Regions from separate parts of the Gossypium hirsutum genome. Here region 2 is linked to region 1. A link is a contact called in public Hi-C data. All regions are on one chromosome and are shown on one strand. Each heading gives the region's core, a stretch centred on a gene start, on an enhancer-like site or on the middle of the called end of the contact. The rest is flanking DNA. Distances are from core to core; before and after follow the strand shown.

The links. A called contact is a pair of places that touch in the nucleus more often than the background predicts.
Region 2: a Hi-C map of leaf shows a contact between it and region 1, with 1.9 times the contacts expected there. The contact joins the enhancer-like site here to the promoter of LOC107958238 in region 1. A contact is called at or near these places in 6 of 34 Hi-C or Micro-C datasets (fibers and leaf).

The regions. Positions count from the first base shown.
Region 1 is chrA05:18,520,051-18,523,443 of Gossypium_hirsutum_v2.1, reverse strand. It overlaps LOC107958238 (filament-like plant protein 4), which reads left to right and starts at 1,491. Exons shown (of 7, transcript XM_041113784.1): 1 at 1,491-1,862; 2 at 2,474-2,505; 3 at 3,354-3,393. The coding sequence starts at 3,375.
Region 2 is chrA05:18,554,075-18,557,467 of Gossypium_hirsutum_v2.1, reverse strand. No RefSeq gene overlaps it. Among protein-coding and RNA genes, the nearest start is that of LOC107957925, 5.0 kb to the left of the region's middle. Within about 2 kb of position 1,792, at least 4 of the 9 cell types and tissues checked have an H3K27ac peak or open chromatin away from gene starts, as enhancers often do. A contact at or near this core is called in leaf, where this site is marked.

The sequences.
Region 1 (3,393 bases), core at 242-2,741:
TGCCCTAATCTCTTACTCTAACTTTCCGCCAATCTAGGTGAATCGGCTTCCTTGTCACAACCACATTCTCCTACTTCCTCTATTGTTGAACACTTGTATCGACACATATAAAACTTAATTATAGTCGTAAATTTTCTTATATTAGTTATCCATTAGCGTGGTTATCTTGTAGGTAAAAGTATAAGTAAATAATGGGAAGTAAATCATTTACATTAGTGTAAAATTTAAGTGATTTTATATTTTTTTCGTAATTTTTTTATACCATTAATATTTTAACAATTTAATTATCATATTTCATGCTCCATTGACATAGATTATGCATGTCAAGTTTGACATAGATTTAAATTCTATACCTATTTTTACGTAAAAAAAACTTTTATTTGTTAAATATATATTAATATAGACAATATTTTAGATCGATACGATAAATATATCTGATTAATTAAAAAATTTACATGCATACCAAGTACAAATATATTAATAAATTCAATTGTTGAATGGCTAAAATATTTTTTGTATAAAAAGTTATAAAAAGATATAAATACACTTAACTTTTAAACCAAACCAATATAAGTGGATACCTCCCTTTAAATTAAAATTAAACCCAAATAAATACAAATAAATAAATAAAAAAGTCAAGCCATACCTGAGGAAAATGGATGGAGAAACACAACCGCCACCGGTACAAGCCTCTTGTCATGGGCTCTAGCTCATTAGATCGACTAGCTAAATTGGTGCGTTGTAATCGCCCGCAACAATTGTGTTCATCCAGGAAATTCATAAAGCCGATAATAAGTTAAACCTCTTGACATTAGACGTCGACAAAAGGAGTTGGCTTGGAGTTGAAAAATGGAGTCACCAAGGAAAGAGTCATATACCACGGGGTCTATATTTCTAGGCAAAGTTAACCCACATTGATAGTGTACCCCTACCAAAGATTAGGGGTTAGCATTTAATCAGGCCTATATGCCAAACTAACAATAATTCACATAGTGTATGACAAACAATCACCCATAATTTATTTATATAATATATTCGTTATATGGGCTAATTTGTGTATGATCAAATCAAACAGCAACATTAAATTACGTGTTCCAAGCTCAGACAAACCGAAATATTAGAGGTGGGAGATATGGTGATACACGACAGCAGATGCAGCGGCGGAGCATGGTAACAGACCCGTATTGAATTAAACCTTATGAGCTGTAGTGACGGTGGTCCATAGTAACACATACAAAACACAAAAACACAAAAACATTACTTTCCAAACATCGCATACAGCTAAGCTGTTGCTTCTACCAAAAGAATACAGACTCCTTTGTCATTATTTATTTTCCGTATGGGTAACTTGGTCTAATCACTTTTTAACTTTTTTCGTCCCAAATTATCACAACCATAATCTAAAAGATATTTATCATAATTACAATCATAATTATAATTAGATTTAATTTAACATAAAATGGGTTTGAAAATCCCGGTAATTTCAATCTCACCAAAATTTCCTTTTTTGACATTTATAATATAACGGAGTATTTCTGAATCTTGAGGGAAGAAAACGTGATTAGTTTTGAAACTTCAGCAAAAAGCGACACCTAAATCCAGAATCATTTCCACCTTACCCAACTCCACCACCGCAGCACCTGCGCTCCTCCTCCTCCTCCTCCTCCTTTGCATCGATTGTCATTTCCATTTGCCATCATTTCTTTCTCTTTCTCCTAACGTCAACATTTAGAATGACACAAAACAACAAAATAGAAAAAAACAATATATACATTAATTTGGATCTTAAAAATCTTTAAACTGCAAAACAACTCTTTCTGCATTTTCAATCTTCCTATAGTAGAAAGCTAATTTTTCTCGAGGTAACTCAATTTTATGTAACAATGCGAGTTATAAGTTTGTTGTCTTATTTTTTCACTTGTTTGATTCAATTCTTTCTGTTTAACGATGAATGCTGGTGGTGAAACAGAGTAGAATTGCGTAAATGGAAATTTGAATTTTTTTTTTAAATTTCTGCTTTTGTAATTTGGTTTTTTGATTGGAAGACAGTTGTCGGTTTTATGCAGAGTAAAATGTTTCCTTTGAGATTTTTTTTTGAATATCTTTTTTGTCGGTGAAGTTTCCTGTTTTCGGATTTCTTCCATTTCAAGCCTTTTATATTCTGTTCCTCTTCTATTTTTATTTGCTAATTTAAGTTCATTTCTCAGTTCAATTCCAAACTTCTCCTCTCTCTTTTTCTCAGCTTCAATCCTTTATCTAAATACCTTGAGTAAATTCCCTTACCTATCGATATCTATCTTGTTCAATTGATATAAAATGACGTTTTGGTTCTAAGATCTTTAGCTCTTTGAATAAATCTTTTGCATTCGAAATGTAGCTATGGATGAACTTGGTTGGTTTGAAAATGCTTTTCTCATCTGATTCAATCGCAACACTTGAAAAACTGACGATCTTACTTGTTTCACTGTTTCAGCCCAAATCATTGGATATATACTTTTATATAAGGTACCGCATGTCTGACTCCATTTGTTTGTTCTATCACTGTTCTTCTTCTTCTTTTCTTTTTAAGTTCCGAATCACTGCAAACTCCTACTTGCTGTTTTTCGTTAGTAGTACAGCCTGCTTCGAAAGTTTTCAATCTGCAAGATTTTTGTTCCCCTGACGTTACGTTCTGTTTGGTGGCTGAGAAAATGTAGGAGGAAAGAGAAATAGGCTTTTGATTTCTGACAGCTATGTTAATATCATTTCATCAAAGTGAATTCTAATTCACTACCTAAACCAGAAAAATTAATTAAATGCGAATAGAGACGGAAATGAGAGTTTTGTTCTCTGGATTTCATGGTAACAATAACGAATATAGACAATTATTTCTGTTTCATATCTCAACAGCGTTCCAATTCTTAATTGTTATTATTTTTTCCTTTGTGAATTTGGAATTTCTGTGGGAGGATTGCTTCAAAGTCCTTAAAGGCATTTAGTTTAGTTGAACTCTGCGTGTGTTTTCCAGGTTGAATAGATGAGGCAATTAGCTGTCACCCGACATTGTTTCTATTTACTGTCTTTGAATGTGCCTTCAAAGAAATTGAATTTGGTTTGAAAATTGTTTCTATTTCAATTTTTAAAAAGAAGCATGTTGGAACCTAACTGAGAGTACTACCCCTAACGTGACCTAAATCAGGCGGCTGCAATGTGTAGCCTTTTGTCATATACTATGATTTTTGGGTGGGAGAAAGCCTGGGATGTCTACTTTTTAGCCATCAACGTTTAACTTGATATTAAGATATATTGTCTCAATTAGCTTCTTTGCATTCTATATTTTTGTCTGAGCTAATTAAATGGTCATCTTCCCTTAGTCTATAAACCCGATTTAAGTAATGGATCGCCGTTGGCCTT
Region 2 (3,393 bases), core at 543-3,042, 34 kb before region 1:
AATTTAATGTGTAATTTGTCCCGAAAGAAAATTCCCGGACTAAAACCTATGATTATCCACTTCATTCACGGTCAAAACATGGTATTTGCATTTTACATGAATTGCTTTTAGATTATTCATTGTATGAAATCCAAGATCCCCAAACTTAAATTCCATCCCAATTCCCCATTCGAGTTCCTATCATGAATCCAAAAGCAAGAGCCCATTATTATATGTCCGCCTAATTACACTTTTTTTTATCTGTAAATAGAAAAGCCTATTTCCTTGAGACTAGGCCCAAAAGCTGGCTCTTCGAACAACACAACTAGACCACTGCCTTCTAATTAAAACAAGATAGAGAAAAGGAAAGAGTTCATTGTTAAACTGAAACCACCCTAAACATTAAACAATGTAGTAATATATAGGAGAAAGGACAAGAATATTAATCACAACAGCCGGTTGTTGGATTCAACTAAAGAGAGCTTTAATCTAAATCTTGAATCTCACACTGTGGCTACTTATTAGTGGCACGTTCGGCAAAATAAAATAAAGGACCAAAATTCTAGCGGTTGATATTATTATAAACTCATGCCATCGTATTGTAGCTATGGGCCTAAGCAAATTATGGGAAGTTTATTGAAGAGATGGATGAATAATGTTTTGTCATTTCATAATATTGGGTCCCTCGCCAACCAAAGCCCCGAAGGATAGCAATTTTGTTATGTTGCTTCTTTCATTTCCTTGCTTTAAATTATTCATTTATTTTGTCTTTTACTTTAACGATTTCTCGTCATATTTACTTTTTTTAATATAATATTTAAAATTATTCATAATCTTTCTCTAAACTATAAATAAGAATATAATGTACTTTAATATACTCAAACCCACATCCTCCTACGTTGACAACAATACACATATCAATCGAATTAAGAATTAATCGATCAATTTAAAATTATTAATTTCATTAATTGTTAAATATATTTTAAGAAAATAGTTTCTTTAATGATGATTTCCCATTATGAATATAATCTTTTAATGTGAATATCAATATATCACTTTTTAAACTTTTGCATCTAAAGTGAAGAATGATGTTCAAAGTATTATTTATTATTAAACATTTCAAAGTTGTTGATAGGAAGTTCAGCGTGGCTTGAGACTTTGTAGTTTTGATGGCTCGGTTTTAATTTTATCATTTGTAAATGTTATATATATATATATATATTTAAAGAAGCATATTTTTTTTAAAGATGATGATGCCTATCATATTTTTGTAAATGTTTGTAATGTTAATAACATTTTCTCATCCGTCCAAGACATTTAATTCCATCAATGTGTAATTAAATATAGGCATTAAAATTAAGAAATAAAGAAAATAGAGAGAAATCATGTAGCCACAAAAAGAATAGAAGAGAGTTTATTATATTTTTGGTTAATTTCCAAAAAGATGTTGGATTTCATTTGTATGAGTAAAATTAAAGTAAAATGCTTCTATAATTAAGCTGATGTGCCATCATTGGATATGAAAGTTGATTTATCAATTTAAGCAATCTTTTTTTACTATTTCTTCCATCCATAAAGCATAATTGAATGGATTTGAAATGGAAATCATCCGTTTTGCAATCCAAATGCTAAGAAATTAATTTTTTAAAAAAAAGAGAGGATAATTGATAGCCCTAAACAAGAAACAGGAAAGATAATATAGTAATTGGCTTTAATTGATACTAATATGCCTGACCCACCTCTATAATTTGCATTCATATTCTGCTATAGGTTTAGTTGGAAGGGAAAAATGAGCGCAGCTCGCTCTGGGATGGCACAGTAAAAGTGAATAGATGAGTAGGAAAAGCTCTTCTCACCTCTCTCACTCACTCACCGCTTACGGATTTTGTGTTGCGGCATCTTTCTTGTTTCCGAAAACTCACGGACAACCTTTTTGTCTTTCTGTTTATTTTGTTCTTATTACCCACAAAAATAAATAAACTGAAAATCCAATTCCATGTCGTAAAGTGTTATCTTCCCTTTTTTCTTTTTTTGTACTAAAATAAAACGTCATTTTCCCCTCTGACAAAAATAAATAATATCCAACCTAAGATTATGTTTTGTAGTCTGAATACGAAAATGTAATATTAAGGGTCATATATTAAATTTTTTTTTTGTTAATTTAGCTAGATTATCATATTCAGATTGACTAAATGTAAGATTACCTTAAAAATATATTTTATTAAATTACTTTTTTTTAATCTATAAGTTTAGTTCCTTTATTTTTTTTAATCTCAATTTCTATAAAATTATGATAGCTTATTACAATTCTTACTTTTTATTAGAATTTATATATTAATAAGTAAATATACAAAGTTGAAATAAATTTATAAATAATAATTTTAATAATTCATGAAAATTTATTGAATTATCAACCATAATTAATATACAAAAAAATAATTTATTAGAGTAAGTATAGTAATTGTAATTTTAAAATGTGGCATTTACAGTTTTACTCTTTAGGGAAATTATTTTTTCAATTAGTCTTAAATTTTATTGGAGAAAAAAGTCCAAATAGATTGAAATAACAAAAATAAAATGTAAATTGGTCCAAAATTTAAGATTATACAGCATAATCTAATATTACCTAAAAAATAGCCGTAATGAGGTTATATTCTATATTATAGCATCTTGACATTATTTAGGAATAAAAGATTTCGAGATGACTGGAATGTTAAGAATCCAAACAATGTAATCTTATTTTGAAATATAAAATTACAGGTCATAATATAACATTCAACAAACCAAACACACCCTATGTGTTTGATGCAATGGCGAACACATTGTACTATTAAGAAGAAAATTGGATTCGAATATTGATGATGACATTGTTGGGAAGAACAGTTATAAACTTCTAAAAAGAAAGTTAATTTTTATGAACCGAGAAATAAATATAAAAAATATTTATTATATATCAAAATACATAAATAAAGGTCGGAGAAACTGAAATTTTAACAGAAAAACTAAAACAAAAAGGTTTAAGAAAAATCATTAAATAACATTGTTAAAGGCAATATTTATGTAAGAAGTAAGAAATACTTCTTAGTTGATTATAATCCACTTGGCCTTGAGTTTGAAATCAGATTCAAATAGGAGCAATTATTAAAACCACTCAAATAAGATTATGATCGTAATCTAAGATAATTTAAAAAATGAGTTGTAATGAGATTATATCCTATATTACAACATCTTGACATTATTTAGGAATAAGAGATTGTAAGGTGACTAGAATGTTAAGAATCCAAACAATGTAATCTTATTTTGAAATATAGCATTCAACAAACCGAACACACTCTATGTGTTTGATGCAGTGATAGACACCTTATATTCTTAAGAAGAGAATTTAGATTCGAATCTTGACGATGGCATTGTTGG